Regions from separate parts of the Mus musculus genome. Here regions 2, 3 and 4 are each linked to region 1. The links are chromatin contacts, called in public Hi-C and promoter capture Hi-C maps. All regions are on one chromosome and are shown on one strand. The core of a region is the stretch at or near the end of the contact, and the rest is flanking DNA. Distances in the headings are between cores, read along the strand shown. Region 1 holds the start of Pdia4 (protein disulfide isomerase associated 4). Region 2 holds the start of Gimap9 (GTPase, IMAP family member 9). Region 3 holds the start of Gimap8 (GTPase, IMAP family member 8). Region 4 holds the start of Rarres2 (retinoic acid receptor responder (tazarotene induced) 2).

Region 1 (6,319 bases), core at 1,270-3,769:
GATGTTATTTCTGAGTGTTTATTTCTGTTTTTAAAGTTTTATTTTAAAAATTATGTGTAAGTAGGTGCATATGAGTGCAGGTTCCCAGAGGCTCTGTCCTGGAGCTAGAGTTACAGGTAGTTGTAAGCTATCTAATGTTGGTTGTTAGGAATCAAACTCAGGTCCTCTGGTGGGACAGAACATACTCTTAACCACGGAGCCATTTTGCCAGCCCTCAGGATTGTTTTGTTGTGATAGAGATCAAACTTAGGGTCTTCCACATTTGAGATAACTGCTCTCCCACGGATTTACATCTCCATCCACTAGGTTTTTTTTTGTTTGTTTGTTTGTTTTTGTTTTAACTCTATCTACGTTCCCCTGATTAGACTTCACTTTTAAAGTCAAACATTCCAGCTTGGAAAAGCATATCCAAAACTTCCGAGTACCTTCTGAAAGGGTGCGATCTCTTTTGGCATAAACCAAATGAAACATCTCACATCCTGTCTACAACCACCTGATGATGACACTGCATCCCTGACCAGGCCAGGCACTGGTACTTACTTCTTCAGCAAGGCCACACTCCACCTTGCCGAGGAGCTAGTATTGGCTGAACAAACAATCATTAGGCCAAACTCAAACAGTAAAGAGTGAACAACAACAACAAAAACAGAACAACAACAACAAAAACCAGAACGTTAACTAGTGCTCAATCAGGAGAGATGATACTTAGTATGGACCAAGCACAATGAGTGAAACTGCATTCTGCCTCCCTTTGCAGTGCAATACCTTGCACATGGTAGGTAACTGATATATCACTAAACCACACTGCCAGCCCTACCAAACCTGAGAACCTAGCCTAAGAGGGCTGTCTTTGGCCCAGACACCCCAGGGATTCTTGGGTTCACCAAGAGCAAACACTCCCCCAGAGACAGCACCAGTGACCCAAAAGATATACCACTGGCTAGTCTAAACAACCTTTGAAATCCACTCACCCAGGCCTCTCAAGAAGTCACACTTTTCACACTTCCTGGCATTTTAACCCCTGCCCAGAGGCAGGCAGAGCTCTTGAGCTCAAGGCCAGCCTGGTCTACATGATGAGCTCCAAGCTACATAATGAGACCCCCATCTTGAACAAACAAACATACATCACCCTAAAACTGACCACTGTCTCACAACCGTGTAGTTTTTAACACGTTCTTAAAGCATACACCAAACTACACTGGTTCTCAAACTTTCATGTGTCCCCCACAAAGCCTATTCTGCTTTGAAAAGTGAAAAATTTGCTTAAAATGAAGACTCTGCCCTCTTTCTGTTTCAATGTATTTTGGGTCTCTATAAGAAATGAGCCCTCAGTCAGTTTGGACAAAAGTGCCAAGATATACTCATAGGTAGGACGGATAGTTGGCCCCTTTCAGCAGTCTCTTCATTTCTACTCTTTCCTACCTGGGCAAAGACTCATAAATCAATGATCCACAGGAATCTTACTCAACCTAGGAGTATAAAGTTCACATTCCCCCTCCACACTAAACTTTAAAAATGGGGTTTGTTTATATTAGACTAAACCTAGTAGGCAACAAGTTAGTGGTTAGAAGGGAAAGGTGTCGATCAGACCCGTTCTCTAGGAACAACGTTAACTAGTACTTCCTATTTTCAAAGTTTTTATGTTTTCGGTAGAGGATTTCGAAGAAAGGGTGCGGGCATAACGTCTATGAGTTACACATACTGTTCCTACTAGAATACATGCACCACCAGCCTCGACTTTCAAAACACAGTGCAGCGACTGGCAAAAAAAGGCGCTGAATAAAATGCTTGTATACGGCAGCTCCAGTTTCCATAAAAGACGAAAACAAAGCCTGAGTTATTTCTACTTCTTGATATAGATGCCCAGTATCTGCGACTGCCTCTTCCAGGTCCTACTAGCGGCCATCCCGCCTCCGTTTTCTAAAACCGGTTTTGGAAACGAGAGTATTCTCCAGAAAATTTTACTCAACAAAGGGGCAAATCTCAGTAGTGAGGGTAAAGAGACGAGCTGCGAACCAGGCACTCGGCACGTCCCTCCGTGTCCTAGTCTCAGGTAGGAACTAAAGAGGCCCACACCCCTAGATTCGGCCCTACACTGAAACTCCATTAAGTTCGTTGCTACCGGGTCACTAATTCCGCAGGGGTGTGAGCGAAGCACCCTGTCAGGCCCCAGCAAGGTTTGCAACCCACGCGAGCTGCTCCTCCGACCCGCCCTCCCGCTCACCTTCGTGTGCATCTCCGGCGCTCGCAGCAGCCAGCAGCTGTGTCAGCGCCAAGAGCAGGACCAACAGCCAAGCTTTCCGGAGCTTCATGATTGGGTGCAGAGCTGGGCCTGCAGACACCGGCCACCGCAGAGCACTCGCCGACCTCCCGAGCGACGCCGGAGCGCACCAAAGCCTCCAGGAAGTTCAGGCCGGTGATTGGTTGGAGGTAAGGAAGCCGCGGCCCGTCCAATCCCCGCACGAATCAGGGCGAGAGCCGTGGCGCCCCGCCTACACCGCCCCGCCCCGCTGCCTGAGCCCTCCGCGCGGGCGCGCCCCTCAGCTCCGCGTTTAAAACTCCGAGCCCTAGTGTGAGGTGCCCCCTTCTGATTGGCTGTGCCGCGACCACCAATCACGGGCTGCCACTCGGTTTGCTTGGAGCGCCCAGGTCCGGAAAGAGTGCGGGGGAGAACAAAGGCAACCAGCCCTGCACAGGGAGGCGGGGCTTGAGCACTCCGAGGGGAGGGATTGGTTGGGAGGTCAGCTCCCTTTGGCCAAGCTTGGCAGGAAGAACACGTGTAAGAAACTCAAGGAAATGGTGGGGTGCATGTGTAGGCTCGTCCGTCTGAGGCTGTCCTTGTGCAGGAAACTAAAGAGGACAGAACTTTTGGGAAAAAGTGAGATCAGAGATCCCGCCTCTGTTCCCCTGTTCTTTGGCTTCTTGTTTTTTCTGTTGAGCATATAAAAGTTTGAGTTTCTTTCCTAGATACTAGGTTCGGAGAGGTATATGAAATAGATTAGTTGTTTCAGAGCTGGGTGGGCTGACTCCAGGTCTGTGGAGGCAGAGACCCATGACTTTTAGTGATATCCTGTCGCAAAAAAAAAAAAAAAAGAAAGAAAGGAAAGAAAGAAAGAAAGAAAGAAAAGAAAAATTACAACTTGGACTCCATGACTAAGTCTATAAGTCAGAGTCTTGTCTGAACGTTGCCTTGTATTATGATTTTTCTGAAGAGAGAGAGAGAGATAACCAATCTAGTGATTTAGATCTAGAAATAACCGTGAGTGTTTTGGAAAAGAAACTAGGTTTGCATGTCAGAAAAGAAAGCTGTACTGGCATTAGGGTTAGCACCTGTGGATTAACATATGATATGACGTAGAAGACAAATGAGGCTAAATAAATAAATCTTAGAGAGTCCTGCAATATTTTCTGATGTATACAGGAGGAGAAAATGAGCTGTATTTATCACTACTCCCCTGGGTTGTCATTTTAGCACTATTAGGCTAGGTTCCTAGGCCAATTTGAATATGTGTTTTCCTTTACTCCTGCAGATCTCTCTCTAGAGAAGTAGTCCATTGGGATTGTCTATCTACTAGTGTATCTGTGACAATTCCTGCATGCATGTCCACAGCCAGAAGTTCAGATTATATGTTTTGAAAACTAAATTAAGACTAGACAGGCACACAACCTACATGCTCTGGATTCATGAGGTTTATGATTGATTCTATCTAGGTTAAACCACAAGAGATTACTGCAGTCTCTTGTGTTTTCTGTAGAACTCAGTGATGGTTCTACCTTTTTTATTATTCTGATATAATTCTTTTCTGTAGTTTCAACTACTTTGGAGTCTAAAGCAGATCATTTTAGCCCAGAAATTCAAAGCTAAACTGGACAAGAGAGTAATGCCTCGTCTCAAAACAAACAAAACCAGATACACACAAACCTATGACCTCTCCTCCAACATAAAACAAAAATAGCTCCATTTCTTTTAACTTTTATTATTTTATCTGTAAGAGTGTTTATGTGTATATACATGCCTGATGTATTCAGAGGTCAGAAGAGGGCATCAGATTTTCTGGAGCTAAAAAGTGGGTGCTCTAGACTCTCACGTGTGTTTGTTTTGTTTGTTGTTTGTTTTTTGGGGTCTTGTTTGGTTTTATGTTTGTTTGATTTTGCTTTTTGGTTTTGTTATTGGTGGTAGTGGTGGTGGTTATTTGGTTTTGATTTTCTTTTTTTTTTTTTTTCTTTTTTCTTTTTTTTTTCTTTTTTCTTTTTTTTTTTTTTTACAAGAGCACAAATCTACTTTTATTTATTTACTCTCCATTAGTTTAAATCTGGGATGGGTACAGCATCACACGGATTCTGTGTCCAATGGCCTTTGCAGGAAGGTGGCTTCGGAATTTGGCACGAACCATACAGCTGTTTCCGTGGGCCCGAGTGACTTTTCCCCAGATCACTCTGGTTTTGTTTGGTTTACCTCCAGGAGTTGCTGTATTGTGTTTTGCTTTATACACATAAGCACATCTTTTGCCTAAGTAGAACTCCTTTTCATCTCGGGCATAAACGCCTTCAATTTTAAGAAGAGCCGTGTGCTCTCTTTGGTTCCGGAGACCTCGCTTGTAGCCAGCAAAAATGGCCTTGCACCACAGCCTTCCAGACATATTTGCTGTTAGAAGTCCTGTTCCCAGCAGGCCTCCACAGGTGCCAAGATGGCGGAAAGAGTGGTTTTGATTTTCAAGACAGGATGTCTCTATGTAGCCTTGACTGTCCTGAAACTCACTCCGTAGATCAGGCTGGCCTGGAACTTAGGGATCTACCTGCTTCTGCCTCCAAGTGCTGAGATTAAAGGTATGTGTCACCAGACCCAGTTTTAGCCCCTCATTTTTATTTTTATCTTGTTTTACGTGCATAGGAGTTTTACTTGCATGTATGTCTATGCACTACTTACATGCCTGGTTACTTGAGGACGCCAGAAGAAAGGGTTAGAACTCCCATAACTGGAGTTACAGGTGGGTATGTCCCATTATGTGGGTGCGGCAAATCAAACTGAGGTCTTCTGGAAGAATAGCTGACCAACCTCCCTTAGCTCTCCACTTTTATTTTTAAAGTATGTGTTATGTGGGTGTTGGGTGTGTGCATGTGAGTGCGGGTGCCTGTAAAGGTCAGAAAAGGACACTGGGTCCATTAGAGCTATCGTTATAGGTCTCCTGAGTCATCTGACATGGCTGTTATAAACTGAACTCAGGTCCTTTGCAAGAGCAGTAAATGGTCTTAACCTCTGAGCTCTACCTCTGAGCTAAATCCCCAACTTGAATTACACACCCTTAACCACTGAGCCATCTCCCCAACCCCAGGTTTTGTTTGTTTGGGTTTTGGTTTTTTGTTTGTTTTTAGACAAGGTTGCACAACATAACTCTGGCTGGCCTTGAACTCCTAGAAATCAGCAAGCCTCTGCCCTCAGAGAACTGGGATTAAAGGATGGGCCACTAGGCCTGACCCCACTTTTTTTTTTTTATCTTACACTTGTAACATATCATGGAAGTTAGCTTTTCTTGGCCTCTTAGAATTGTAATTGCAAACTGAAATGCGCTCTGGACACACCTTCAGAACTAGCTGCTTAGAAGCTGTGTGTGCCTGCCTACTGTGTTCTCTTTCTTCATACTCAGAGTCTGTGTTCATGGTTTAGAATAGAATGTTTCAATAGATGCCACTGTAACTGCAGTTCCCTGTAGCTAAATACTGACTGTCTTTGATGTTGTAGGGCAAGAGTCCCATTTAGGTTTGCCCAGCTACTTACTGTAACACAGGGCTGGCAACCTGATCGGTTTTTGCAGAGGGTTGCTCTTGATAAGCTGTTTCTAAGTTCATAGAAATAAATAGTTGGCTCAGTAATTTCCTTTTTATGCCAAAGGTACTAGCCTCTAATGTTTTTCAATTTAAGGATTATGCTCCTTAAGTTTCATTGTTATTAATCCCAGAGTATTCTAACTATTTGGTATTGTTACTAAAAAGACAAGCACTATTGGAAGTTGTAGAAATGAAGCATTGAAATATAGATGAAACATAGCATACTTTCATATTAAAAACAAAAGAATTATGAAATTTTAAGTACACTCTGGAGTCGGACTGCATGACACTGAGTTTAGACTCAACCACTTCATTTTGCTCTTTTGGTATCTATTAAAAAACCTGTATGCCAAGTAGTTTTCAGGGTACAATATTATATATGTTTAATAATAGGGCTGGCTCAATAGAGATGGCTCAGTGGTTAAGAGCACTGACTGCTCTTCTGAAGGTCCTGAGTTCAAATCCCACAACCACATGGTGGCTCACAACCACC
Region 2 (6,319 bases), core at 2,560-5,059, 860 kb after region 1:
GTGTTGAGTTATATTTATACCCTTTCTGTGGGTTAAATGGTGGTGGCCCACATCCACCCCAGGGCTTGGAATGTGGAAGTTTTGAATGCTCAGACCCCACACCTGTGCCAGGTGGGCATTGGGCTATGAGAAGCCTTGGGACTCTGTTCTGGGGTTGGGGAAGCACAGTCTGAGGTCCCCAGGGACTGCCAGAGTGGCTCAGGGGTCCCTGGACCTGTGTGGTGGCCAGGGATGGCAGGTTCTCAGACTCTTAGGCACCCCAGACGCTGCTGGATGCTGCAGAAGAACTGAGAATGGAGTGGGGGCCTGAGGGCTGGATCTGGCCCAGGGTGAAGGGGAAAAGAGGGGAGCAGAGAGAGCCCTAGCTGGGTCCCTGGGGAGGAGTGTCCTTGGCTTGCTCAGTGGGCAGCTTGGCTTGGTGGAGTCCATGGCTGGGAGTGAGAGAAGCCTTCAGGGGAGACTAGATGCAGCTCTTTAGAAAAAGGCCTGTTTCATTGCTTCCCGGGGTGGATTCCAATGGGAAGAGACAGTTCATGTTTTGAAAGCATTTATTGCCATAGCAGAGAGTGTAGATGAAAAAGCCAAACCCCACTTTCTCAGGGTGGGCCTGAGGTTAAATACATTTTGCAGGCAGGGAGGAGTGTCTGGGAAGGAGAACTTAATTGGCTAAGCCCTTTAGGCCTTTAGGTACCTCATTAAAATGGAGAGTTGTCTTGAGGCTACTTGATCTGTGGTCACATCCTCTACCTGTGGAGGGGCTTGGGGCGTTGCCCTTACATAACTGATGGCCACAGACTTATGGAGAGCTGCAGCCTCATGTCAGGAGCCTGGTATCTAGGAGCGTGGCAAAATGCTTACTGTTCCTTGCAGGACTATCCCTGTGGAGTCACTGGGGTTTTAAACCTAGCTCAACCAGAAAACAGGCTGCCTTTCATGGTCCCACACCTTTCCAAACATCATATGTTCTCTCAAGTGCTCACTCTTAGCAAAATATCACATGCCCTTTTTCTAGGCAGCTTCCAGAAAACCACCATGTTTCTGTTCTCAGCAAAAACATCCTCTCGTGAGACAATTTCTAGAAAAACATCATATGGCACAACTGAGTCTCCAAAGAAACCAGAAATTTCCACTTCACATATGGCAAGAGTATATTTACTTTTGTAAGATGCTAGCAGCCTGTCTTCTGAAGTGCCTGTACCATTCCACATTCCTATCAGTAACCAATTAAGGTTCCCATTCTTCCGTATCTGTGCCAGCGTTTGAAGCCATCAGTGTCCGAACTTTGGCTGTTCTGGGAGGTGTATACTGGTGTTTTGTTTTATGTCTCCTTGATGACATATATTTGGGAGTGTTTCTCCATATAAAACATTAGCTATCTATGTGATCTTTCTGCGTGAGGTTGTACTAAGTCCTTTGTCCTGTTTTTATTGGGTTGTTTGTTTCCTTATTATTGGGACTTAGGAATTATTCATATATGGTTCTGGCATAAACACAGAAACAAAAGTCAACATTCTTCTGTGTTCTTTTGAACATAGGACCGAGAAATAAATGTGCAGTTATAGCCATCTGATTTCCAATAAAGCTACTAGAGAGACATGTTGGAGAACAGGCAGCCTTTTAGCAAATGGTGTTTGAGAACCTGGGTATCGCATGCAGAAAACTGAGACAAGGTTCCACATCCTTCACCTCAGACAAAAATTAATTACAACCGAATGAGAAATCTTCATGTAAAGTCTAAAAGCTTGGAATTAGTAGAGGGGACATAAGGAAAATAGTTGAAGATCTAGGCTTCTTTGTATGTTCAGTATCACTCTAGACATGAACAAAAATATTTTTGAAGCCTGGTGTGGCACTTCATTGTAATTGTTTTTATGTCAACTTGCCCCAAAATAGGGCTACCTGAGTAGGGAGCCTCACCTGGAGAGCTGTCCTGACTGCCTTGGTTTATTTCGGGGCCCACTAACTGGTAGCGGGCCCGAGGGAAAGGGTGTGGAGAAGGAGGCTCATTTCCTTCTTTGCTCCCTAGGTCTCCCTCCTGCAGACTTGTACTGTAGCTGGTGCTGATTCCTTTACTGATATCAGAATCAGCATTTTCAAGTTTTCACTGAGGGCTATAGGGCTCTTACGCACCAGCTGTAGTCTCAGGACTCGCACTATATTGGAGGATAGCTCATTTATTGACTTAACAGGGCTAGCTTATATAGCTCAGTGAGGGAGGGGAGGACAAAAGAACAAGGGAGGAGCCGGGCATGGTGGCGCACGCCTTTAATCAAAGCACTCGGGAGGCAGAGGCAGGCGGATTTCTGAGTTTGAGGCCAGCCTGGTCTACAAAGTGTTCCAGGACAGCCAGGGCTATACAGAGAAACCCTGTCTCAAAAAACCAAAAAAAAAAAAAAAAAAAAAAAAAAAAAGAACAAGGGAGGAAACACCTAATTTGCATATGCAGACTTGACTGAAGTCAGGCAAATGTTAAGCCAGTTCTCTGGCAGGGAATCAGAAGCTTAACTGATTCTTAACTTAAAAAGTTGAGTAGGCCCATGCCTGATTTGGGTAGGGAGCAGCCACCCTCCTGCCCAGCTCTCTGAGAGAAGTCCAGGGTATGGGCAATGCTCTACCTACCATCTCTTGTCTGCCTTGGGAACCAACAATCTTGAGACAACTCCAACTGTTGAGGTATCTAGCTTCAAGGACTGAGTAATTACCAGGTTCTCAGCTTTCAGTTCAAGGTCATCCTCCACACACTGTGAGTTCAACTGTAGGTTGGGCTACCTGAGACTGTAATTGTTAGCATTCTGTCTAAACTCCACCCCACAATTCCCTGACAACAGCCAGGTAGGCCTCACCCACTATAAAAGGGGCTGCTTGCCCCCTTCTCCCGCTCTTGCTCTTCTCTTCTTGCTATCTGCTCCCTTGTCCCTTCCCCATTCCATCCCCTCGCCCCTGCCCCGCTCTCTCCACATGCCCATGGCTGGCCTTTACTTCTGTACTCTCTAACCCCTCTGCGTTTCTCTGCTTCTTCTACCCTCTTGACTTCCCTCCCCATGCCCTGAATAAACTCTATTCTATATTATACCGTCGTGTGGCTGGTCCCTCAGGAACAAGTGATGCCTTGGAATGGGACTGCTGGGACAACTCCTCCCATACCTCACTACACCTTCCATAGAGCATATCCCTCCTTCTCTCGTTATCTTTTTATAAACACATCAGTAATCTAAAAAAAAAAAAAAAAAAAAAAAACCAAACAATAATAATAAAAAAATATTTAGAAACGTTTGGCATTATAATAGACATACAGAGAAAAGGCTTCAACTTGACAGAGCTGAAGCACCTATTAAATTACAAGAAAATATTTCTGTTTCTTTAAAAGCAAATGGTTTCTTCATTGGCTCCTGTTGTAAGCCGGCCCGCGGCCTACATGAACGGGGTGCACCTGGGAGGCAGGCTGGGGCTGAAAGAGACTTAGACTGTGAGAAAAGATAATGAAGCCAAGACAAAAATTTCTCTGATCAGGCCCGCGAGTTGAGTTTACTAAGAGAGTGTGCTTATAAGGGGGAAGGCCCATCCCCACTGCCAGTTCATTCTCCGTGCCTGGAGCCATTCTGTCAGCACGCGGTCGCCAGGAATGTCTCAGGAAGACAGGTTCAGCCTCTGAGCAGGTAGCAGAAGAGCAGGGCAGTTGTCTCTTCAAAAGGAGCCAGCCTAGTCAGAAAGTTGCACCGCAGGTGGCCCCACCTCCGAGGCAACAAGGTCTGTACCCGCCCGCTTCAGGCTGGGGGGGGGGGGGGGGGAAGCTACAATTGGCTCCACCCATAGAACTTCCTGTCAGGGAATGAGGGAAGTTTTACTTCATAGTTCAGTAGAAAACTTGAACCAGGTCAAATTGGTTCCTTGGAGAGATCCTGAACTCTCATTAACTGTTGCAGAAGAAGGTGAGTCTGGCTGGAAGAGACCTGGAGCGAGGGAGCTGTGAGAGGGAGGGCGAATGGAGCATCTATGGGGGTGGAAGTATTGTGTCTGCACAGGGAGGAAGCTGCTGGGGGGAGGGGTGGAGGCTAAGAGATATAAGGAGATGAACTGATGCGTTGCAGTGTGTCTGTGGGGAAGGTCACAGAGGGCCTGGTGCCCTTTATAGAAAGTTCTGTGTCCCCCAAGGCAGGTTCGTTAGAGTTGGGAGAGAACTCAGATCATGTTTAATTCATTTTTTCTTACCTCAATGTGCTGACTCCTCTTAATTGTACAACAGACAGATTTGCATGTGTGGCTGTGTGACCCTTGGCTTGACGGAGGGCTGCTGAAGCCACAGTGTAGTCTAGGGGCTCCGAGTCTTGTTTTGCATCTTGTCTGTTGCTTTCTCTTTATTATGTCTCTGTAGTACACTCTGAGGTGAAGTGGTGACACTTCTGCCAGTTCTTTTGTTATGCAGGATTGTTTTAACTGTCTTGGGGGTTTTGTTTCATGTTTATTAACATGATAAGTGAGCATATTTCTGGCTTCAGTGTGATATTTAACTGTAATAATTAACATATTAACTGTGTACCAGTCAAAGCAGGGGAGATGAACAATTCCTCTCTCTCCCTCTCTCTCTCTCTCCCTCCCTCCCTTCCTCCCCCCTCCCCCCTCCCCCTCCCCCTCTCTCTTTGGTCTGAGATAGGGGTTCTCTGTATAGCCTTGCCTGTCCTGAAACTCACTCTATAGACCAGGCTGGCCTTGAACTCACTGAGATCCTACCTGCCCCTGCCTTCCTTACACTTTCTTTATGTTTGAGTCCTTGAATGCCTCTCCTAGGTCGTCATAAAATATATAGTAAGCTGTTGACCTCTATAGTCATCCTGGGCTTTCAGGTATTTGGCACAGTAACGATTTGGGCGCACTCATTTCCCAGACCTGGCATTGGGCATGAGCCAGGAACATCTGTTCCAATATTGGCATGAAGGCGGTAGCAGGACTAGAGACAGCCTGTCCATGCCATCAGGAACAGCCTAAATGATATCCAGATCATCAGCCTTTTAAAACTATAGAACACTGCAAAATTTCAGGAGAAAAGGAAAAAAAGAAAGGATCGGGAGTGCTTTCCATTTGTCTAATAGGTAATTTTCCTCTCTTCTCCTTCCTTAAGATCTGTGCATTCAGATCTTTAGAGTCAGCTTGCCTTGACATGGCTGGCCAGGGAGACACTGAAGTGAGGATCATTCTGGTAGGGAAGACTGGAAATGGGAAGAGTGCTACAGCCAACACCATCCTCGGGAGACGTCAATTTGATTCTAAGATTTGTGCCAATGCTGTTACCAAGACCTGCCAGAGAGCATACAGGGAGTGGAAGGGGAAAAACCTTGTTGTAGTCGACACTCCTGGGCTCTTTGACACCAAGGAGACCATGAAAACCACATGTTTCGAGATCAGCCGCTGCGTTCTCTACTCCTGCCCTGGGCCTCACGCCATTATTCTGGTTTTGCGACTGGACCGTTACACTGAAGAAGAGCAGAAAACGGTCGCTCTGATCAAGGGTCTTTTTGGGGAGGCAGCCCTGAAGTACATGATCATCTTGTTTACTCACAAAGAAGACCTTGAGGATCAGAGCCTTGATAATTTTGTAAGTGATGCGGGTGAAAAGCTCAATAATATTATCTCCCAGTGTGGGAAGCGTTACTTGGCCTTTAATAACAAAGCAGCTCTGGATGAGCAAGAAAATCAAGTGCAGCAGCTGATAGAACTGACAGAGAAAATGGTGGCCCAAAATGGCGGATCCTACTTTTCTGACAAGATATATAAGGACATAGATAGCAGGCTGAACCATTGTCTAGAGGAACTGAAGGAGACTTATGCTCAGCAACTCACTAGTGAAATCGAAAGAATAGAAAAGGAATATGCTGCTAAATTAGAAAAAGGAAAGGCGGCACAAATTGTTTTTGCACAGAGAAATCATGATGAAAAATTAAGAAATTTGAAGGAAAAGGCTGAAGAGACTGTATTTATGTATATTTTCCAAAAGATAAAAGAAATTCTTTCAAAACTTTGGGACGAGTTGTGGTAAATTTTATTTATTTATTTTTATTAACGACATTTGTTTTTGACAATTTCATACAAGCACACATATAATGTGTTCTGAATATATTAATGACTTGCTTGGTGCTGGGAGCCATGGCCTCAGCCATTGCCTTGTGGACATTTTCTAGCTTACATAAACAATCCTGACAGAACATTCGTGGTCATAACAGGAAGAATGTGGGTAAAGAGGACACTGTGACCGTTGTTTCCAGAACCTCAAGATTGCCACCTGACCTTCAGAGCGATCCCAGACTCTTCCCCCATCCCCTGAAGC
Region 3 (6,319 bases), core at 2,092-4,591, 830 kb after region 1:
CAGCCTCTTCCAGGTGGCTTGGTTAATCTGAACCTCTCTGCTAGGCAGCCCAGCTTGTCTGAAAATTGTCATGCATTCTTGAATATTTATAGGCCACTAGCATCAAAGTCTTTTTGAGAGTGGAGAAACTTTATCATGAAATCATACCACTTAACATATATTTTACTATGGCATACAGAACATATATATTGATAACAAGCACATAAAATTAGGGCTGATAAGATGGCTCAGTGGGTTAAGGCATTTTTGTTGTCAACCTGAGTTCAATTCCCAGAGCCCACGTGGCAAGAGAGAACCAAATCCTTCAGGTTGTCTTCTGAACTCAGTATTCATGTGTGCTTCCCACATGCTAAGTAAAATAGATACTTAAAACCCAAGTCAGTCATGGATACAGGCTAGCCCCTGCAACCCCCCCACACACAAACGACATATAAGCAATTACATGGGGTGAACACTATTGAACAATGTAAGAAGAAACCCAAAGAACATACAGGTTGACTACATTTAATAAGCATATATGCTTAGCAGAATCAAGATAGAAAATTTGTACCTTGACAACACAGAGCTTAACCCAGGTATTCAGAACAGCTGGGCGAAGGCAAAGGGTTGGTTGTTGACAGGTTAATGAAGTGAACTGGTTAGTGTTAACTAGAGGTGGGGCTCACTTATGCTGGGGGAGAGGCTTGGCAGTTTTTTAAGATCAGTGTCTGGAGACTAAACATAGGCCAATTCTAGAGATCAGTTATAGGGAATAAAAGGACACACATTGCATTATGGGTTCAACCAGAGGCCAACATTTACCCTGAATGCTGGCACTTGGAGGGAAAGAAGAGCCAACTGTACCCCATTAACTCAAGTTGCACCTTTTTTCTGGGTTCCCCCAAGGAAAGGAAGCTTCCCTGACCGCGGGGATGCAATGGTCCCAGTCTTCACTTAAAGCTATCTAGTTGGTTATACTGAACTGACCCAGAAAAGATGCTCACAAACCAAAACTCGCCATAAATCAGGAGAGAGAGAGAGAGAGAGAGAGAGAGAGAGAGAGAGAGAAGAAGAAGAAGAAGAAGAAGAAGAAGAAGAAGAAGAAGAAGGAGGAGGAGGAGGAGGAGGAGGAGGAGGAGGAGGAGGTGGAGGAGGACTTGCCACCACTCTGGAAAAGTAAAACTTTACTTCCTCTGGTAGGTCCGGTGCATAAGAAAGCCTGGCAGAATGGAAAGTGTCAGGGTGAACATCATAGCCACATGCTCTGCTCCTGCCATTCTCAAAAGCAGCACTGAGCACCAGGACAGGAACAGGAGCGGGCAGAAAAGGAGATCTTCAGAGCACTCCAGAAAACTTTCCCTGAATGTCTTCACACCACACACCAAAAGCGAGAAACCTCCCAGGGGGAAACGTAGCTCCTGACCCTTCCAGATTACAGTGCGCTATCATCCTCCTCACTCACAGGTTCCATCAAATGTAGCCTCCGCTACTGTCTGTCAACTGCAGAAGGGAAGTGGGGGTTTCCACAGCACATATTCTCCCTTGCTCCCACGGCTCGCCAACATACCACGGTGCTCACACCCCATAGGTAGTTTCACTGTGGCAGGCTCCGCGGCTTCCCTGACTTGAGACTGTGGGATCCTTGCAAATGTTCCCTCTTCTTTTTTGTTTGTGTTTGGAGACATAGTTTCACTATGTAGCTCCGGCTGGCCTGGACCTCACAGAGCTTCACCTGCCTCTGCCTCCCAAGTGCTGGTCTTAAAGTGCGTGACGCACAGATTAGCCTCTGTGTCTAACACAATTCATGGCCGTCGTAGACTCCTCCTTGCATGACCGCATCTTTCTCCTTATGCAATTTCTGTTAGTTTATAGTCCCACTTTGTCCTGTCCCTACTGAGAGCTAGGAGAGTCAGCAGGGACCTTTCAGGTTCTCATTTGCTCCATGTGTCGTTACACACGGCCACTAGAGGGCAGGAGACCCCATCCTTCCTTAGAGCCAAACCAGAAAGGCCGCAGAGCAAAATCATTCAGCAAACCAATCGTCGACCTGCTAAGTCACGAAGAAGTTGTGAGAAGCTTTAATTTCACTTTAAGCACTCTTCCAAAGCTTATTATTTCATTTAGGACGCCTGCCCTTCCCCCCGACCCGCCCCCAAGTCCATGGCTTCTCAGTTTTGGAGCAGCAAGAGCTTGCTAGCCCTTAGCTCAGCCTCACAGGCACCTGTATATCCTAGTCTATAGTTTTCACCTCAACATTTTAATTAGATGGTATTCTATGCACTGACCTGGTGCCCAGGGGAGGTGGGGACTGTTCTATGAGTGGACCTTCTTTATTAAGGTGAGGTGAGTGAATGGGAGGGGGAGGGGGATAGGGCAGTTTTCTTTGCCAGTGTATGAGTCTGTATGTGCCCTGTTCCCCAAATCCTTCAGGATCCTTATAGCATAAGCACACGTCACTTTAGACTTCTAACAAGGAAACCATGCTGTTCTCAGTGTGCCCCTTGCTTAGGAAGTACAGATCAGATTAGGTCGCTGGGACACAGTGAGTTCTGTGAGTCATATGAAAACTCAGGTTCAAACATTTCTGTGTTTTGCTAGCTGGGGGAAAGCTTTTTCTCATCTATGAGGGAGCACTTTATTCTGGGAGAAAGCAAATGGTTCCTTTGTAGTTTTATCTACATTGTGTGATCAGTCCAGGCTGAGGGAGACGGTGGTGGGGATGAGCCAAGAGGAAAGTCTGCTGGGTTTTACTCCCAAACTGACTTCATCAAAAACTTCCGATTTTGGTCTTTGCAAAGAATAGACCTGATCTAGTTTGCTTTTCTGTTGCTGCGATAAACATCAAGACCAAAAGCAACTTGAGGAGGAAAAGGTTGATTTCAGTCTACAAGTGATAATCTGCAGGAGAGAGGCCAGGGCAGGAGCTCCAGGCAGGAACCTGGAGACAGGAGCTAAAGCCGAGACCATGAAGGAATGCTGCTTACCTTTCCCTCTGGCTTGCTCAGCTGCCTTTCTTACACAGCTCGGGCCACCTGCCGAGGGATGACACAGGCCACCCTGACGGACTCTAATATAAATCAGCAATTAAGAAAATGGCTCTCAGGCATGGCCACAGGCCAGTCTGTTATAGGCAATCATTCAGTCGTGTTTTTTTTGTTTTTTTTTTTTTTCTACCCAGATGACTCTAGGTCTGTGTTACATTCATAGCTGAAGCTTACTAGGACAAGACCCAAGTAGGCCTTTCTGTTACCATCTTTGTCTGTAGCAGTGTGAATGACTGTGCTCCCACAGCCACATGGTGGCACCCAAGGGCATCTCCAGAAGACCTGTGCCTTTGTGTTCACACCGGCCCCTCCCTAAGCCCCTTCCGTGTTCATCCTATGTGCTCTGAGCTCCTTCTCAGGCTCTACTGATGTAAGACATGCTTCTAGAAACCTCTTTCTTCCTAGAAACATTTGGAAATCCTCCTGCCAGGGAGACTGGGGTGGCCTGGTAAATCTTTAACTCTCCTTGTGTGGCTCTTGGCCCTCTTTAGGATTTGCTTCCACTGACCTGAGGGCAGAGATGGCGACTTCATCCCACCAAGGAGCAGCTGCAGGAAGCCAGGCAGAGCACAGAAGCTGTGAAGCATCAGTAGGACAGGGGGAAAGACCGAGGTATGTTTCAGAGGTGTGTGTGTGTGTGGGGGGGGTCTATTATAGCTTGGGGGGGGGTGATAAGTTTAGACTGTGGAAGGCAGTCTGCCCTGTGTTGGGTTGGATTTCAAGAGCTGGAATTATGTCACTCCAACCAGATCCAGTAGGGATGTACCGTATTTTTCCCAAGAAAGAATGTGGAACAGCTGCCTGCCAGGAGGTCTGTGGGGAAAGGCTTCACACCTAAGGAGGAAGAAGAGGACAGAAGTGTGGCAGACAGGGAGGTTCAAGATCCAGCAGGGAGTGTCTCAGGGGTTGGACTCCCAGAAGGAAGTCACTGGTTGTCACTGGGACTGTTGGTCTCCTGGAGAAGCAGATGGCAGTATCTATGTCCTATATTCTCTCTTCGAACAATTTCCAGTCCTTTCACAGAAAGATCCAGTTAGTCATGTATTGAAGGAAGTCTTGAGTTTATGTACATTTAATCCAAACTGGCCCTCACCTGCTAACTCCTTTTCTTATGCTGACTGACTCACTGTCTAGGACTAAACGTCTTCCCCCGCTGGGCTCTGGAGGCCTCTCTGATCTCTTTTCTCTGGGACCACTTGCACCTTGATGTGGGATGAATCACAGAAGCTCCTTCCAATGGTTGAACTCGTGGTACCCTTGGGCAATATCCAGGGAAGACAGAGCGGGACTCACAGACTTACTCACTCAACTGCCAGGATAGGGTGATGATTGTCTTTTGGTGGAAACATTTTGCTCTTTGTAGCCAAGACCTCTGTGCTAACAAAGTGTAAGATCTTGGGGACTGGAAGCAAAGATTTTGCTGAGGTCAAGTAGTGTCGTTCCCATTTGATTTTTACCCATGAATTGCTGACCCATGAATCCTGCTATAGAGAGATGGCACTGTATACTTTGATATTACCAGACCCATGTATAGTCCCTATCCATGTTACTGTGGCCACTGTGATGAGATTGTTGGCTGATGATCAGGTGACTGGGGAAGAGGATGACTGGCACCAACAGAATGGGTCACCCTGTCAGCTTGATGATCAAGCTCTTCCTTTGCTGAGGTCAGTTTTTGATGGGCATTCAGAAGTTCTCTTGCTTGTCTTCCTCGCAGTCCTTCCAGACACCTCTTCCAGACCGATTTCCCAGCCATGTTGTTTCCAAATCCACACCATCCAGCCAAATGGTTGGCTGGAGCCCATGGGTTGGTAATAGTTGCACATCTGACCATTTCTTCTTTTAGTGTAATGAACAAGGTGCGCTGCTCAAAGTTCTGCCCCATGGGGAGAATATTCTTCCAACGTGTTCTCAAGAGATGCCCAAGCCTTGGCCACAGTGAGGTAGCTGTCCTCTGTTGGTGGTGCCCACATGTACAGAACCATCTGCCAAACAGGTCGTCCTTTTCTCTGTCGACTGGTTGCAAGGGACTCACCCTGAGGTCACAGATTTTGGCCTGGAGTGAGAAGGTGGTGTGATCGTGGTGAGGGCATTGGGGACACTGTTTCATGAAACCAGATTACCCTTCTAACCACTTCTAGTCACTAGTTAACATTTCCACAAGGATGGAGTGCTGGTTGTCCATCTACTTGCAGGCCCAGTGGATTGCCTTAGTGCATTATATACTCAGGTCATCAAATATCTGAGGCTGGGAAGTCCAAGATTAAGGGGTCCACACCTGGCACAGGCCTTCATATTATTGTACTATGATGAGAAGGAGAAGGGAAATGTGGGTATATAAGAAGCAGCAGGAGGGGTACAGACTCATTTGAAAAGATTTATTTACTTAAAAAATGAATATGCAACACATGCATGCAGTTACTGCAGAAGCCAAAAGAGGGACTCAGATTCTCTAAAACTGGAGTTGCAGAGAGTTGTGAACAGCCATGTGGGTGCTGGGAGCTGAACCCAGGTCCTCTGCAAGAGCAGCAAGTGCTCTTAACTTCTGGGTCATGTCTTCAGCACTGCACATTCATTCACTTTCCTCATACTCTGCAACACATTCCCACCAGATGGCATCAATCTACTTGTGAGTAGATTGGGCCAACAGAGGCTTCATGCCCTTCTTATCTCTTAGGTCTCATCTCCCAACACTGCTGAATGTTGGATGAAGTTTCCAACTTTGGGGGAATGCATTACAATCATAAAACTCTACCCCTAGACCTCAAGTTTGGGTTTGAATTACATACAGACTATACTCATTTCATCCCAATAACTTTTAATGTCTTAACATGTTGTCCCAGCTTTTGGAATTGTATGAAGCAAGCACACGTTTAGCATTGACCTCTTCTGAGATGAGCTTATGGAGACTTTGTGTTCTTCCTTAAAACTTTCTGAGTACATTGAGCCCTCTAGCGTAAATATCAAACTTTGTAATCAGAACTCATGGGCTGGAGATGAGGCTTAGCTTGCCCTTGGTTCCATCCCTACTGTAAGCTAGACTAGCTGACTACTGCCGTCAGGGTGACTGCCTGTCTCTGCTGCTCCGTGATTACAAGCACCTGCCACTGTGGAGCTCAGGAGCCTCACACTTGTGAAGCAAGACCTTACAGCTGAGCTGCTTCCCAACCGAGTAGTTTAAATTCTCAGGAACAAGGAGGACAGCTTTCCTCTTGTCCCCTCTCCTCTTGCCATGGATGGAGCACTCATGTATTGCTTTTGTCTCAACAGTGCCAGCCAGGGTCAGGAGGGCAACT
Region 4 (6,319 bases), core at 2,285-4,784, 760 kb after region 1:
CTCCTCCCACAGCCTCAAGGACACACTTTCCAGATCGCCTCTAGAAGGGAGAGGAGATCCCGTCACTATCTGGCAAATGCACCATGCGGCCAGGCTGCAGGGGCTCTGGGCATGCTGTGCCTGAGCTCCCTCAAATGCCCAACCTAAGGCTTTGTGGGTAAGATTACTTGCCACCTGCTTACTCTTATGAAATAGTCCAGTGCTCATATTATCACTTGTCTCGTCTCCAGCAAATACGAGGGGGCTTCTGAACCTCTGCTTTGGTCCTGTGGAAGGCTCCTACACTTGCCCTACCTGCTGCTTCCTGGTACTAGGCAGGAAGTGTGGACACACACACACACACACACACACACACACACACACACACACAGAGTCTTTTTGAGCTTCCCTTATATGTACAGGTTGAGCTGAGGGAGAACAACACAAGGTTGGAAAGGAACAGACTCAGCAATTTTATTAGCCTGGAGTTGAAAGTCTCTGGGAGACGATATGCTCCTGCTGGGTGCTGCCACAGCTGTACAGGGAGTAAGGTGAAGTCCTAGAGAAGAAGGGAAAACCAGGTTGGGGGTGCGGGAGACTGTTTGGGTCAGATTCTAGCTTTTGTCACGTTTCACAAGTCCTTTCTCAACCCAATTTCCATGCCAAGGGCTGGCTCTCCCCATTAACCACTTACCTGTCTAGGGCTTATTTGGTTCTCAGGGCCCTGGAGAAGGCAAACTGTCCAGGTAGGAAGTAGCCGTGGGGGTCTTCGCCAGCCTGTGCTATCTTAATGCATTGCAACTCCTGAGGATCCTGCTAGAACCAGTGTTTGCTGCAGCAGTTCTAGGAAGGGAGGCACCGCCACAACCCCCAGGGGAATGTCCCGAGGTGGGGGTGGGGGGACCCAGCTCTTCTTTTCAGGTTTCCTGTTCTTCTCCCATAGACCCAGATTTGATCTGTCCCTCCAGGCTTCTCCCTAACCTCGTTTCCTTCTTACCTGAGGCCCTTGCTTCAGAATTGGGCAGTGGACTATCCGGCCTAGAATTTTACCCTTGGGGTCCATTTTAATGCAGGCCAGGCATTTCCGCCTTCTCTGGGGAGGAGAACAGGGATGTCAGAGTGGAGACTAGCCTCTGGCATGCTCTGGAGTGGGCGATGTAGTGATTTGAATAAGAATGTCCCCCATAGGCTGACATATTTGAAGATTTGGTCTCCAGTTGGTAGTGCTGTTTGGGGAGGTTTTGAAGGTTTGACCTTGATGGAGGAAGTACGTCAGTGGGGCAGGCTTTAAGATTTTAAAACCTCGAACCACTCCCAATTCACTCTTTCTGCGTTCTGTTTACGAGGAAGGCTGTGAGCTCTCAGCTTCCTGCTCTGGCCACCATGCCTGCTGGCATCCACATCTCCCTGCCTCCCACCATGATGGACTTTTATTCCTCTGGAACCCTAAGCCAAAATAAACCTTTCCTATTATTAGTTGGTCTTGGTCATGGTATTTTATGGCAGCAGCAGAAACATAACTACATCCAAGGGGCGAGGTGACATGCGAGCCAGATGGACATGCAGCTTACCCTGGCATAGGAGATTTTAGAAGTTCTCTTCTTTGGACAGTCTCAAGAAGTAGCCCAGACTGGTCTAGAACTTGCAGTTCACCTGCTTTAACTTCTCCTATGCTGGCATTTCAAGTGTATGCCACCCTTGGCTTGCCTGCAGACTATGGTACTTTACCTGTGCAGGTATCATTCCTGTGTGAGCATGCATATGTGTACTGCTCATGGGCAATATACCACGTGGGTGTATTCACAAGTGCCTGCGTTAATGTGCAAACATGTTTAAAGGCACGAATCTTCCCCAGATGGTGTTTGCCTGTCTCTGTTTCTCTCTGGTGTGTGTGTGTGTGTACTCACACCTGTATGCGTCTCACTTCACTCTGCTTTATTCCATTGGCAGACAATCTCTCACTGTACCTACAGTCAGGCTGGCAGCCAACAAGCCTAGGGATACTCCTCTGTAGCCACACCCAGATGTTTTCATATGGGTGCTGAGATTTAAACTCAGGTCCCCAAGCTTGCACAGCCAGGGCCCTTACCACCTTGGCCTCATATCTACATTTTTCCTTTGAGATTTATTTTGAACAAACCAAGAGTCTTGCTAAATCACCAGTATAATCCAGTCTCTTCCCTTAACCCCAGGGAGGGGACAAGGACCTTCAGTGAACCCACAAAACTGTCAGAGAACAAGAACTTTAACTCAAAAGTGCCGCACCACCAGCCCGAGGTCAGTCCATAGCAGTAGTGTCACCCTAGGGTGACTGATTACTGTGAAACCCTTCAGTGAACTGTGTGTATCGTGGCCAGAATACAGGATAAACTCCATAGAGAAGTTTCTTTAGGAGGACCCACTCTGATGGAGAAATTTCTCTCTTCCCTTCACCCTCCCCTCCTTGCAGACAGTCCCTGGTGATGGGCACAGCGCTTCCCTGGACTCTGGTTCCTTTCCTGGCAGCCTGTCCCATCAGCAAGAACCCCTTACTCACCCCGTTTGGTTTGATTGTGCACTCCGGCTTTTTCCAGTCCTTCTTGGGGCAGTTGGTCTGCTGGAGCTTAAATTCCAACCTCACAAAGGTGCCAGCTGAGAAGAGCTACAGACAGACAGACAGACAGACAGGGCAAGCAGATAATTCCTGCATGTTACTCCTTTTCTTTTCCCCAACACCTTAACTTAGAACTGGCACAGCCTAGGAGGGTGGCAGGCTGGGGACCTTTCCCAGTACAGCTTTCTGGGAATTCACTGGTCTCCAGGGCTGCAGCTCTCCACTCTCTACCCAATCACACCACTAACCACTTCTTCAGCTCTGTCCACACCGATCTCTTGGAAGGCCAACTGCACAGGTGGGTGTTTGTGGAACTCCTCCAGAGCCACCTGTAGGCTCCTGCGCTGGGTCTCGCTGAGTTCGGGCTCTGTCCCACGTGTGCCCACTGTGCCCAGCCATAGGGCTAGGGAGATCAGCAAGCACTTCATGGCTTCACCTCAGTCCTATGGTTCTGCAAAGATGGTGTGTGGGCTTTAGTTCTTGGAGCTGTGGTGGTGGTGGCCTGACCTACTCCTAGGGACAGAAGTGCCCCTTTCTGAAGTACCCCTTCCATTGGTATCCAACTAGCCCTTCCCATTCTGCAAGGCCTTGTTTCCAAAGAAACTTTGGGGCCAACAAAGTTTTAGAGTTCCCTGCCAACAGCCCCGGGAAGTAATCCTGCTGGTTATGTCCACTATAGCCTTTTTTCTGAGCCATTTTCTCCTCCTTTTGGGTCTTCCCTCCATATCCAAAATCCCCAGCCTCTTTCTGGTACCTTGAAAATGATCAGGTTTGTTGCTTTAGCGAGGCCTTTTTCTGTGTGGTCCCTGGAACAGCTCCCTGGCAGTTGTTCCCTCTCACCCTCTCATCTCCCTTTTCTCCTCTCTCTTGGTCCCCAAAGCCCCGCCTTTTCCCACTGACCCTTCTCCCAGAGTCCGGAGTTTTGGAGTTTTCTGTTTCCCAAAGTTCCCTGACCTTCCTCTTGCATTGAGCCAAAGGAGGGGGAGGGGGAGGGGGAGGGCCTGGAGCACCAAATGAGACTGCAGGCTGAATATTTTTCAGAAGACGTAAACGTGGGAGGACTGAGCAGATCCAGAGCGGGTGGGAACTGCAAGATGCTTAACCCTCCTCACACCAGGCTGCAGCTGCCATCAAGACAACTGTCCCCAGCAGTGGGTGTTTCTCCATCCCAGTCCCAACCCAGTCTTTCCTTTGCCTTTCCTTTGTCATCTCTCAACACATGACTGCCAACACTTGAGGGAGCCGTTTTTTGACAGATCCCCGCTTGACCAGGTGATCTTCCACTAGAAAGTGACAGTTGGGGAAACTGAGGCTCCTTCAGTACCAAGGTAGCAGCAGGTCTGTTGCTTCAGTTTGTCCTGTGTGTCCAGTGAGAGAGCTCCTGTGTCACTGACTGCTGCCTTCATCTGCCTACCAGACATCTATCATGTCTTTCCTGATGTCTCGGGTTTGTTCACAGCCACGTAGGCCTGGCTTTGACTGGCTGGCATCAGTCTTTTCCTTGCAGAGGCTTCAAGCAGACCCTCCCTTCTATGGACCCGTCACAACTCTCAGGCCTCCATGTATAGGCTTGCTGGGCTGGACGTGTTTCCTTAGCTGTCGTCCCGTCCACCTAGCACCTTCCGCCCGACCAGCCTACCTGACCCCTGACCCCGGCTCATTTCCCCAGCTCAGTCTCTCAGGACTTGAGCAAGTGCAGAAGCCTGATGTCACTGCTTCCTGTCTGAGGAGCTGAAAGCTTCCAGATCTCTGCTGGCCAGGTGGACCTTTTCCCTGAGGGGTGAAGGACTACGTGCTCTCTGAAGAACTTCCTTTTTGAAATGTATTTTTTAATTCTGAGTATTTATTGCCACTAAAGATAGTTTAATTTCAGTCAAAAACAACATTAAATGAATAAGCTGAAAAAAAATAAGGCCATGTTATATTAGGTTAGAAAACTAACATGGAACATAATGATTTTTAGATCTTGAAAGGGTGCTTTGAAGGTCCTACAGTCCTCCTTGTACTTTATTTTCCACTAAATTATTATTATTTATTAATTTATTATTTCATATTTTTCATTAATTCATTCACTTTACATCCCGGTTGCAGCTCCCCTCCTCACAAGCCCCTTCTCCCACTAAGTCCCTCCCCTTCTCCGCAGAGAAGGGGACTGAAGAACTTTCTTTTACAGCCTCAGTTGCCCAGGGCTGCCTTTTCTTATGCCTTTCCTGGGTGAGGAAAATCCCTAGCTGAGACTCTCCTGTCAGCAAACTCCCTCCAGAAATGCATTCTTGTTGCCCGGCCTTGTTGGCTCCATATGCTGCTTTTCTGAGCCATTCCTGAGGTCCGCATCCTAAGTGAGATGACTCCTGGTCTTCCATAGGCTTTTTGAGTATTAGGAGCCTGTGGCTGAGACAGAATGGGCTTCTGAAACCCATAAGGGGAGGCAGAGAAATGTGTCCAAATGTTGTCTCAACTTCTGGGTACCTTGAGAAAAATGGGGAAAACCTGGACGCCTGCATATCATTAATAGTCCCTGTCATTTCCTGGGATTGTTATCAGAGACCTTAGGGTCAAAGTGTGGTGTCTGGCAGGCCCAGTAAGCTAGCCTCTTGAAGTAAGCTGTAAGTCCCTAGTTACAGAGAACAATAATAGGGGAAAGCAGAAAAAGATTTACTCAAATGTGGCCATATTGGTAAGATGACAAAGGGCTACAGTAACCCCAGAGTCTGTCATTCAGGCAATGGCATGAAGTTTAGAATATTTTTTTAAAGTATTCTGTTATTTTTGTGTATGAATGTTTTGCCTGCACGCATGTCTCTGTATTACATGTGCACGTGGCCTATTGTCCACAGAGGCCAGATGAGAGCATCAGATCAACTGGATCTGCAGTTACAGAAGGTTGTGAGCCACCACGCTGGGAATCAAACCTCGGTCCTCTGGACGAGTATCCAGTACGCTTAACCACTGGGCATCCTTCAGCCTCCGAGGTTCAGGTTTAAGCAGGCTGCAATGAGTGCGACTGTGGTCAACTTACTCAACACAGAGCCTTCAGTGCCTCCCCTAGTCCTCTTGGAAGGTGGTTTGACTAGTCGCCAGGACTGTATGAGATATTTCTGATACATAAGTTTGACCTGACTAGCCCTAGGCTCCAGCCTTTTCATTGTTTCAACATGAGATTTCCCAGGAAGTTTTTAATCTTTTCTCATTCTTTTCTTTTCTCTCTTCCTCCCTGTCTTCTTCTCTCCTGCTCTCCCTTACTCTCCTCCTTTTTCCCTCCCTCCCTCCCTCCACTTCTTTTCATCTTTCTTTGTTTAATACACGGTCTCATTGTGAGGTCCTGGCCAGCCTGAAATTCACTATGTAGAGGAGACTGGCCTCAAACTCACAGGCACCTGCCTGTCTCTGCCTCCCTAGTGCTGGCATTAAAGATGCGTGCCAGTGTTGCAACAATATGATAATATAAGCACATCTCTTTGAAACAGTGTCTTTCTGTAGGGCTTGGGAATTGGTTCTGGGGTGGTAGAGTGTATGAGTATGCACAAGCCACCCACGTTTGTTCCATAGCACTGCAGTCTTCTCTCCTGCCCAGACTGTTGTTACAGCCCTAAGCCCTAACAAAGGAAGGCCCCGTTCAGCTGCCCTGTGTGCCAGCCCATCATCTACTGTCTGTAAGGTGAGACCATGATCCCTTTGCTGGAGTTGTTGAGGATACACTGGGAACCTCAGGGAGAGTGGCTGTCTGGCAGTGTTGGACATAAAACT

What was found. Promoter capture Hi-C pulls out the DNA fragments that hold promoters and counts their contacts. A called contact is a pair of places that touch in the nucleus more often than the background predicts.
Region 2: a Hi-C map of B cells shows a contact between it and region 1, with 9 read pairs. The contact joins the promoter of Gimap9 here to the promoter of Pdia4 in region 1. A contact is called at or near these places in 1 of 484 Hi-C or Micro-C datasets (B cells) and 1 of 115 datasets of contacts at active chromatin or transcription factors (memory CD8 T cells).
Region 3: a promoter capture Hi-C map of pre-B cells shows a contact between it and region 1, with 2.5 times the contacts expected there. The contact joins the promoter of Gimap8 here to the promoter of Pdia4 in region 1. A contact is called at or near these places in 3 of 39 promoter capture datasets (the C10 cell line, cranial neural crest and pre-B cells).
Region 4: a promoter capture Hi-C map of liver shows a contact between it and region 1, with 2.1 times the contacts expected there. The contact joins the promoter of Rarres2 here to the promoter of Pdia4 in region 1. A contact is called at or near these places in 3 of 39 promoter capture datasets (cranial neural crest, liver and maxillary cranial neural crest).

The regions. Positions count from the first base shown.
Region 1 is chr6:47,810,993-47,817,311 of GRCm38.p6, forward strand. Pdia4 (protein disulfide isomerase associated 4) reads right to left here and starts at 2,520. Exons shown (of 10, transcript NM_009787.2): 1 at 2,225-2,520. The coding sequence starts at 2,312. It also overlaps the pseudogene Rpl35a-ps7 and a transcript of Zfp786 not described here.
Region 2 is chr6:48,672,326-48,678,644 of GRCm38.p6, forward strand. Gimap9 (GTPase, IMAP family member 9) reads left to right here and starts at 3,810. Exons shown (of 2, transcript NM_174960.2): 1 at 3,810-3,929; 2 at 5,117-6,319. The coding sequence starts at 5,156. The coding sequence ends at 6,031. It overlaps Gm46958 (a long non-coding RNA gene), which reads right to left and starts at 4,484. Exons shown (of 2, transcript XR_001785233.2): 1 at 4,210-4,484; 2 at 3,507-3,699.
Region 3 is chr6:48,643,893-48,650,211 of GRCm38.p6, forward strand. It overlaps Gimap8 (GTPase, IMAP family member 8), which reads left to right and starts at 3,342. Exons shown (of 6, transcript NM_001077410.1): 1 at 3,342-3,393; 2 at 3,515-3,635; 3 at 6,294-6,319. The coding sequence starts at 3,544.
Region 4 is chr6:48,569,268-48,575,586 of GRCm38.p6, forward strand. Rarres2 (retinoic acid receptor responder (tazarotene induced) 2) reads right to left here and starts at 3,535. Exons shown (of 6, transcript NM_027852.3): 1 at 3,327-3,535; 2 at 2,821-3,023; 3 at 2,516-2,620; 4 at 977-1,072; 5 at 674-792; 6 at 429-538. The coding sequence starts at 3,000. The coding sequence ends at 685. It overlaps Lrrc61 (leucine rich repeat containing 61), which reads left to right. Exons shown (of 3, transcript NM_177736.3): 3 at 1-1,455.